2 separate regions of the Mus musculus genome follow, and region 2 is linked to region 1. Evidence: chromatin contacts called from public Hi-C data. All regions are on one chromosome and are shown on one strand. The core of a region is the stretch at or near the end of the contact, and the rest is flanking DNA. Distances in the headings are between cores, read along the strand shown. Region 1 holds the start of Ddhd1 (DDHD domain containing 1). Region 2 holds the start of Gmfb (glia maturation factor, beta).

What was found. Hi-C and Micro-C count contacts between places; a contact is called where the count stands out from the background.
Region 2: a contact with region 1 is called in a Hi-C map of B cells, with 10 read pairs. The contact joins the promoter of Gmfb here to the promoter of Ddhd1 in region 1. A contact is called at or near these places in 5 of 39 promoter capture datasets (embryonic stem cells, hippocampal neurons, liver and 1 more), 3 of 484 Hi-C or Micro-C datasets (B cells, CD4 T cells and the G1E-ER4 cell line), 4 of 115 datasets of contacts at active chromatin or transcription factors (the 230-238 cell line, astrocytes, differentiating embryonic stem cells and 1 more) and 3 of 9 other capture datasets (adipose tissue, liver and pancreatic islet).

What each region holds. Positions count from the first base shown.
Region 1 is chr14:45,655,261-45,659,800 of GRCm38.p6, forward strand. It overlaps Ddhd1 (DDHD domain containing 1), which reads right to left and starts at 2,883. Exons shown (of 14, transcript NM_001042719.2): 1 at 1,962-2,883. The coding sequence starts at 2,751. It overlaps Mir5131 (microRNA 5131), which reads right to left and starts at 2,793; the gene lies at 2,701-2,793.
Region 2 is chr14:46,820,517-46,825,278 of GRCm38.p6, forward strand. Gmfb (glia maturation factor, beta) reads right to left here and starts at 1,726. Exons shown (of 7, transcript NM_022023.2): 1 at 1,585-1,726. The coding sequence starts at 1,587.

The DNA.
Region 1 (4,540 bases), core at 1,633-4,132:
GGAACCCCTTTCTCTAATCCCCGTGCTTCCTCTGACTCCTGCAGACTCAGTCTTACATCCACGGTGGCCTGTGCGTCCCTTTGGATGGGTGAAATACATACGGCACTGTGTTCCCTCACTACTGCTTACTGCATCACTTTCTAGCTGCGTGACCTTGGTCAAGTTCATTAATAACACTGAGGCTACATCCTTGTAGGATGAAAGTCAACATCAATTTGCTCCACAGTGAAAATTACTTTGTGAGCAGAGTAAGGTGTTAAACTTGTCAGTCTAGTGCAAGCACTCTAAGGCTAAGCTAAGGGAGAGACAGCTTTACTCTCCAGCCCCCCTTTCCAGGATGCTCTATGCTCTCACTCCCCTGCTCCCTTTGATATTTATTGTTTTTACTTTATGTGCACTGGTGTTTGGCCTGCATGTATGTCCGTGTGAGGGTGTCAGATCATGGTGTTACAGACAGATGTGAGCTGCCATGGGGAGTATGGGGGCTGGGATTTGAACCAGGGTCTTCTGGAAGAGCCCTCGGTGTTCTTACCTGCTGACCCATCTCTCCAGCCCCTCTGACCTTGCTTTCTGGGTCCACTAAGTTCTGTGTTTTTATCTGCAGGAAAGACCCATGGTGATGTGTGGATCATTTAAAAAGAAATGGGATGGGAAGCCTCTGAAAGACATGGGTTTCCAAACAATGTGCACAGAGGTACTGTGCTAGCACATACAACTACTAAGTCCGTCCTCAGTGAGTTTATAATCAAGAGGTGACCTAACAGAGTCCATATGAGTCTCATCTTTAAAAAACTAACAACCTTTATTGCCTTTATTGTCCTGAAGAGTAGCAAGAAATTTCCTGCTATGCTACCTATACCTGACTTGGAATGTGCTGAATCTGCCATCATAGTTACTTGCACCTAATGCATGCATGCTTTAGCATTATCAGAATCACTGATGCAATTCGGTACCAAGTCATCGAATACCTGCTTTATGAGTACAAAGATAAAGGTGGTGGACTCTGACCAGAAGCTACTAAATAAACCGAAAGGAAGCTAAGCCATCAATACACATAATTAATATAGATCAGAATAAATAATATAAGATGTATAGAGGGCCAAAAGATCAGGAAAAGACATTTGAGTAAGGGCACTGAAGCCCATAAAGTTAATACTGTATGGTACAAATTATTGATGGCCAATAACTTGTTACTACTACATATCATATATATTAATAACTGCTGCATGCCACGTCAGATTATGGATTACCCTTCCTCATTCTGATTTTAAACCTACCCGTGTTGCCTAAAGCATCGTTCAGACCTTTATGACAGTCCCATTTAACAGATGTGAAAACCGAGGTCGTGCAATTTTTCTAGGTTAAGAAGCAAAAGTAAAAATATGTAAAAAGGACCCAAGAGATATGAAAACATTCTATACAGAGGGTACGGACCCACTTCGCACTGCCACTTCCTGCAGTTCTTTCCTCTTGTGCCCAACACATCCACTGTGAATAACACATTGTAACTCTCCTTTCCCGTCAGGGCTTTTCTCTTCTCAGGTTTTAAGCTGAACTGTTGATTCTCATAAAAACACTCAAGCATTTCCACTCACTCCAGGACATGTTATTTAAATCACAGGAGCTTCAGGAGACACGAGACCGAATCAGATATCCAGGTGGACAAAGCCCCTGGTACGGTCAAGAAACTAAAGCTACTGGCTTGGGGATCCGTTCCTGGATACCCTCCAGGGGATGGCAGCAGCACTCTACTCACCCAGGAGGCACAATCCCCGGCGGAATCCTCCCCTCCTGACCCCGCTAGCAGCTTGGGCGCTGCCATCTGCTCTTTTACCCTTCACCTGCCGAGGCACCCCGCGCAACCTGCATCCTAACCCGAGGCAGGCATCGCGGGGGCAACCGAACCCCCAAACGCCGTCCAGCGCGCGCCGAGCCTGGCCCGCCCCTGGCCAGCCACTTACGGTTCCAGTACACCGGGTAGCACTCTCCTTGAGTGACATCCACCTCGTAGAGGCCGCCGCGCACGCACACCGGCTCGATGGTCACCAGCTCCTCCATCTCCGGCTCAGGCCCCGCCGCGCGCGGGCAGAAGCCGCAGGCGCTGTCCTCCTCGTCTTCCTCCCCGAAGCTGGAGCTTGGGCCACACACCCGGTCTCCATCGCGGCCCGCCGCCCGGGCCTGGGCGCCCGTGGTCTGCAGCAGGGTCCGGAAGGCGAGCTCGATGCGCAGAGAGTCGTAGCCGATGAAGGGCTTCCAGGTCTTCTTGTCTTCCTTGTAGAACCAGCGCACCTCCTCGGGGCCCAGCTCCGTCACCACCTCGTAGCGGTGCCGGGCGGCTGCGCCGCCGGGCCGGGCGCGCTTCCTGTCCCCGGGGCCCCCTCCCGCCGCCCCGCCGCCCCCCGAGTTCTGGGCGACGAGCGGCGGCGGAGGCGAAGAAGAGCTGCCGCCGCCCGCGCTCTCGCCCTCGCTGTAGTAGCGCAACGACGAGCCGGACTCGGCCGAGCTGAAGTCGTAGGTCTCGTCGCTGAGGCACGGGTCCAGAGCCAGGTGGCTCAGGTCGTCGGCGCCCGGTGCCAGGTGCAGCGGCTCGGCGCGCAGCAGCGACAGCGGCACGCTGTCGCCCGGCTGGTGCTCGAAGCAGCAGCCGCCGCCGCCGAACACGCCCGCCGCGTCCGAGCCCAGCTCCCAGGCACCGCCGCCGCGGCCGTTACGCTCGGGGCTCCGTGGGGCGCCGCGGCCCGGGTAGTTCATGCCGCCGGCGCTTCCGCCACACGCGCATCCGACGCCGCCGCCCTCTCGGCCCGGACTTTATAATCTTTCAAATCCCGAGCAGGGCAGCAGCTGCGGCCGAGGCGACTCCGCCTCCCCGCCGGCCCCCGGCCGCCGCAGCGCCGTTCCGGGGCCCGCCCCATTGTTACGCAGCCCTGCGTGGGCGGGGCCACAGGGGCCCCGCCCCCAGCCGCGCGCGCCTCCCCGGAAGGCCCGAGGACTCTGCTGGAGCTCCCGTTTGGCGCTAGGCTGTACGTAGTCTTCCGCGCCTGGAAGCGGGGGTCAGACGGGGTCGCGGCGGTCTCGGCATCCGTGGAGCCCCTGCCTCACGACTTTCGACGCAGTGGCTCCGCCCCCTCGCTTCCACGCCCCTGGATGCCAGCCGCAGTGAGGCTCTCGCCCACTCATCTTTACACTTTCGGGTCATGAGCCCCGTGGGTGATTCAGCTGTATGCCCAGAGGGGCCCTGGAAGTTGCTAGCTCACGTTCCTGGCTTTAGGCCTGCTTTCAGCATCCGAAAGACCTGCTCGGTCACCTGGTTTGGCCCTTTCCCAACCTTCAGCCCATTCATACAGAAGGCACCCCACCTCTACGCCTGCTGCTCACCTGGGCACGACCACTCCCACTTACAAAACTGGCGTCCTAGAGTCACTGTGCCAGTTCTTTAGATTGCTTGCCCTCTTGTCCTTATGCTTCCTGTTCTTTCTGTAGTGCAGTAAGGCCTTGGATGGAAACCAAGTCCCTATGTCTTAGTCTTTTCCCACAGTCTGTGCGCATTCGATGTACCTTGGTTATAACTAACTGGTCTTGCCAGCCTTGTGTGGTAGATTATTAGACTGAAAGAGGAAAAAAAAAAAAACAAAAACCTAGGTTCTAAACTCAGCTTTGCCACCTCCAGGCAAGTCACTTAATCTCCTTTATCTATTTGTCTTATTCCTTGCTATAAGTAGGAGATCGTTGCACCGGACGGTCTCTAGTAATTCTATGGCTTTTAAGCCTTCCCAAGTTTGGTTTGGTTTTTGTTTTTAGTATAACTCTGATTCTGTAACTCACTTCCTGGTTTCAGGGAGACACGGAGGCTCTGTTATGTTAGACTTCCAAGACAGAGTAAAGAGAAGACAGAGACCAGAGTCTGACCTCAACAGATGGACAGTTTATTTCAAACAAAGAAGGAAAGACACTCTCCGGAGGGAAATGGGTGTCTTAGAAGGGAGTAAACTAGCTGGGGCCCTTTATAGAGGCAAGTGGGTGGCTTGGAAATGAAATTCTTGCAGCCATAGAGCTATGTGTCGGTCTATGATGTACCTTTCCTGGAATTATCTGTTTTATTAAAAGGCAGTTCATTTTGGGGAACAGGCTGCCCCAGCAGAGATTATTTGGACTGTGGCTGACTGATGAGTTTGGTCAAGGTCAGCTGTAACTTCATAGAAATCCTGTTTTATAGCTGAGGCACTCTGTCACCTCAGACCATTCTCTTAAATTGAAAAAAAAATTCATTTTATAAACCCATCCTATCTTGAGAAAACAATCTCCAATCTTGCTCTTACTTCAAGAACAGACAGTCTTCACTGTTAATGTTTACTTTGTGGAAACAGGTCAGTAGGGCAAGTTGTCTTGCTCTCAGGATGTAACCTGTCAGAGAGCCTTCAAAGTCATTATTTCAATCAGGCTCATCTCTGTTGTGCCCTGTGCTTTTGGAGGGATCTGTTGGAAGGCCCTGCTTTCTATGGGCAGATGATACTGTTGCAATTCATGATAAATAGAGGAACAT
Region 2 (4,762 bases), core at 476-2,975, 1.2 Mb after region 1:
GAATTTTGATAAGATCATATTTGTTGTGATATGCAGTAAGCAGGCAGAGAGCCAGGAAGAGCACAACAGCCCTAGTTACCAGCAAGACTATTTCAGAGATGACAAGTAGCCGAGGAATTAAAGATCAGCATAAAAGACGTGAATAACATCAGTGAGCTACCACGTATACAGCACAAAGCTGACTCCCACTTTATGCTCCAAACTATCGCACCCACACCAGTGCCATCCACATATGGCAGGAAATTTAAGATTTAGACAGGCTAGAAGCATCTTCTCCAAAGTCTTAAGTCATACAGGTAGTGGACCCAGGAAGCAACCCAGATATGCTGAACTCCAGCGCTTGCTCGCGCGCTCGCTCTTTCTCTCTCTCTCTCTCTCTCTCTCTCTCTCTCTCTCTCTCTCTCTCTCTCTCTCTCTCTCTCTCTCTCTCTCTCTCTCTCTCCACTACATAAGAACTGGGTTAGATTCAATATGAAGGAAATAAAGACTTACAAAGATAACTTCTAGACTTCTGGCTTTGTGTAAGGAACACAAACACACCTTTAGCCAAGTTGCAGAATTCCGGCTGAATGAAGACCAGATGTGTGGAGGAAGCTATGAGTTCTTTTTGGACAAACTGAGGAGCCTCTGTGGCTTCTGTGTGATGAAATTAACCAAAAAGTGGAATGTAACTGCTGGTTGGATCTCAGCTAAGGTCAGAGATAGGAACTCACAGGTCAACTCAACGTAGGTGGTTACTGAAGCCAGAAGTTCAGCAAAGAGAAAAACAATAGAAAATGAAGCCTTGGAATGGAGCCTAGGGCACTCACGGGCATAGTCCAAGGAATGGAGAAAGGAATCCAAGGGGAACAGATGCATCAGCAGAAATAGGAGGAAAGCCAGTTCTGAATCCCAAAAGCCAAGGGGGTTGGGGTAGGCAAAATTAAAGAGATGCCTCAAACACCAGTGTCAACACCCTGGAATGTAGCTGAAAGGTCAAAACGATGAAAAGCCACGAGTTCACTGGGTTCAATGACCGCGGTAAGATCTGCTAGACGGAAGTGGTCCCCAAGAGAGGATTTATAGATAAGTGTCTTCCTGTTGTTGTTTCCATGATACTTGGTCGTACTTAAAAAACACTTTGGGAAGGCTCCAGAAGGTCCTTGAGAGCACCTGACTTAATTCTCCACTTTGTCTTTATGCTTGGGGTCCATCGTCAAGGAGATCAGAAACCACTGCCCCAGACGCAGCAAAACTAAACCTCTGACAGTTGCTTAAAGGCAAAATCAGAGCCCTGGGTCACATGGGTTCCAACGGCCTGGACTGGAAGAATGTGGGTATCGGGAGCTATTCAGCCAGAAACAAGGGGGTGCAGGTAGAAAGAAGCCTGGGCGAAGCCGGAATGCAACCAGAACCCTGACACTCGCCTACAACGCCGGCCCTCAGGCCCAGCCCGTTTCCGCCGCGGGGACCACAAGGGTCCACGCGGAGGCCACGTTCCAACCGTCCGCCCGCAGCGCGGGGGTCTTCCGCGCTGCCGCTGGAAGTCGGGAACGGACTGCGAGTCCGTCCAACCCCGCGGTGCCTCCCTTCGCCGCCACTTACCATTTTCCTTCCGGTCGTCAGCGGCCCGTTGCCGTGCGATCTCTTGGGCCCCTTTAAGAATGGCTCGGCAGCCAACTCCCTTCCTGTTTCGGCTGGCGCACCGCTCAGCCTCCCCCACCTAAGGACGCGGCCGCCGTGGCCCGCACGTGACAGCGGACGGCGGGAGGCGAGGCCCAAAATTTGGCGAAATGCGGACGCGGGCGCCTCTGGTGCCTGTTAAGTAAGGATGCTGCGCCGTTACCAAGGAATGAGCCAGCCAAGCGGTGCGCAGATTCTTGGTGTCTTTAAATATTCTACAAGCCTTAACGGCAGGTATTTCGTGGTGCCAAACCTGAGCTAATGACTTGAGTGGTAAATGTGCGTGTCGATTACAGTTTACTTGCAGATTTAATGCTTTTCAAAGGTAGACGCGGCTTTCATCCTTGCACCTGTCCCAGGGCGCCATCCCTGACCCTGCCTGCTTTCCAGAACTTACTGAATAAATTTATTTTCCAAAATCTATTCATACTCACCAGTAAATGGTTACCAATGTTGATCATGTTGGCTTTTACTCTCAAGTTACAGCGAATTGAACTCTGAAACCCAGGTGCTCTTATTGTTTCAAAGTGTGACACTCAAAAAGTTACGACCTTTTAAATGTATTACTACTGGTATTCCATAACGGAGATAAACTTGCCTTTCTAAGAAACAGTATGAGGTACAAAAAAGACTATGTGGATGAAAGGATTGGCAACTTTACGAAAAATAAATATAAGAGATTTTTAAAACATTCTAATATTTGTATACTCTTTTGGTACTTCCTCCTTTGTCATCCATAACTATTATCCTCAAACGATTAGTAGAATTCTCTTTCAAAAATAAGAAAGGATGGGAGTTGGAGAGATGGCTCAGGGGTTGCGAGTACAGGTTGTTCTCTCCACCCTGGCCGGATCTCCAGAACCCACCAATATGGTAGTTGACAGTGTAACTCCAGCCCCAGGAAATCCAAAACACTCTCTGGCCTCCAGGGCCACTGCAGGCTTGTGGTGCAAGCAGGCAAAACACCCATACACACAAACTAATAATATAGTTTTTAAGAATAAGAAAGAAATTGGAAGGGAGGAAAGAAGAGAGAAATGCCAAGAGCAACTTTGATTTCTAAAAATAGAGTTTTGGATCTCCATATTAAACCCAGAGGTTTTCAGTGAGAGGCACCTTATGCAGTTTTGAATCTCTATAAGCATTTGTTTTAAATCCAGATATTGGTAATGGTAAATGGATTTCCTGTACACCACTCCTTAAGGAAGGTGGGACAAAGTGAACAGTAGGAAGGGAAAACCTTCTGCTGTGGATCTGTAGAAGCTGGGGAGGAAGGCTGGAGCACCTGCAGAGCCTTCCTTTCCCACTCTGGCCTTCTCCTCTAGCTTGAAATGGCAGAGGGAAGGATGTAGTCACTGGAGCATCAAAATAGGCAAGGTGTCAGAGAAAATCCTCTTCTCTGGGGAGAAGCCTGGAACTTGACTCTATTCCATCTTTAACACAATAGAGATCTCTTCAGTGGCAGAAGTGGCCTAATCTGTTTGCATAAGATAGCCCTGAAACCAGCATGTGACATGCAGGCGAATCTACACGGTCCTATAACAGTCCCCCTCCTCTGGTAAAACGAAGATGAGCATCTAGCAAGCCTGCAGAGCTAAGAGGCTGTGGGTTACCAAAGATTTTACCGACACAAGTTCATGGCTCGAGCCTTGAATCCCAGCGGTGGGAACTCTCTAGAAACAGACACTCAGATGAAGCTGTCTACAGCTTGGTGAGGACCTATATGCATGGTTCAGATCTACACTCTCATTTTCCCGCCTCCCACCACATCCCATGAGCATCTGCTGTCATCAGATCATCCTTTTAGGAGAAGCAAGAGACATGGGAGAGAGAAAGGGGAAGGCTACGAATTTTCTTGAAAGAGACCAGATTCTTAAAGTGTTAAACTCAAGAAGACCAATTCCTTTTTAAACGCTTTTGTGTATGTGTAGTTAGTTGTTCATGTGTGTGCCACAGGTTGGGACATCCCACAGTGCACTTGTGGAGGTCAAAGGTCAACTTCCAGAGTTAATCTTCACCTTCCACCTTGTTTGTCATAGGCATGTCTTATTGCCACTGCAAGTGTCAGGCTACCTGGCTCAAGACCTTCTGGGGATCCAATTAAACCAATGGCATTACATACTCAGTCTGTCTAGCTTTCACATGGATTTCAGTGATCTGAACTGAGGCCCTCACCATTTTACAGTCAAGCAAGCACTCTCCTCACTGAGCCACCACCACAGACCCAAATCATAATAAGACTTTCAGTTTATAAATGTAAGCTCCCATTATCCTCTCTTCCTTCATTCCCATACTATTGACGGGGGAGGGATAGTGTTCAAGAACAAAGTTAGTTAGGGCTGGGGAGATGGCTCAGTCAATAAATTGCTTGCTGTGTAAAGCACAAAGAACTGAGTTCAAAGTCAGGTATATTAGTAAAAGTATGTCATTCTAGTACTGGGGACGCAGTGGGCAGAGACTAAAACTGGCCTCCACATGTGCGTGCATGCATACACGTACACACATGCTCGAGAGCTAAATTGGTAATAAGATTATAAAGAGAAGCCATTTTTCTGGGACTTTGAGAGTCATACTCGTTTACCCTGAATAGCTTATGTGGCACTGCCAAGTAACCTCACTCAAAAGAACTTCTCTCACTCTGTAATGTAACAAATATAAGATAGGTTATTGCAGCATGAACATCAGGGAGGAGCCATCCTTCTGCACCTAAAAAGCTAGCTAGACTAGTCAGAAGATGTTTATAACCAAGCCAGTAGGATTGCCATCAGAAATATACTAGATACCATGAGAGTGGTCTCTATAGAGATGAGGAAGCACCCAGGAAGGAAGACTTTGTAAACAAGGGCTTCAGAGTTAAATCCAACTCTTACACTTAGAGATTGTTGTTGTTGCTAGAGGAGGAGGAAGAGGAAGAGGGAGAGAACAAGAAAAGGGGTCATTGGGCACAGGAAGAGCATAAATGTCCTGGATGTCTTATGTCAACTTGACACATACTAGAGTCATCTAAAAGGAGGAAACCTCAGTTGGGAAACTGCCTTCAGAAGATCCATCTCTAGGGTATGTTTTAAATTAGTGACCAGAAGAGGAGGGCCCAGCCCAC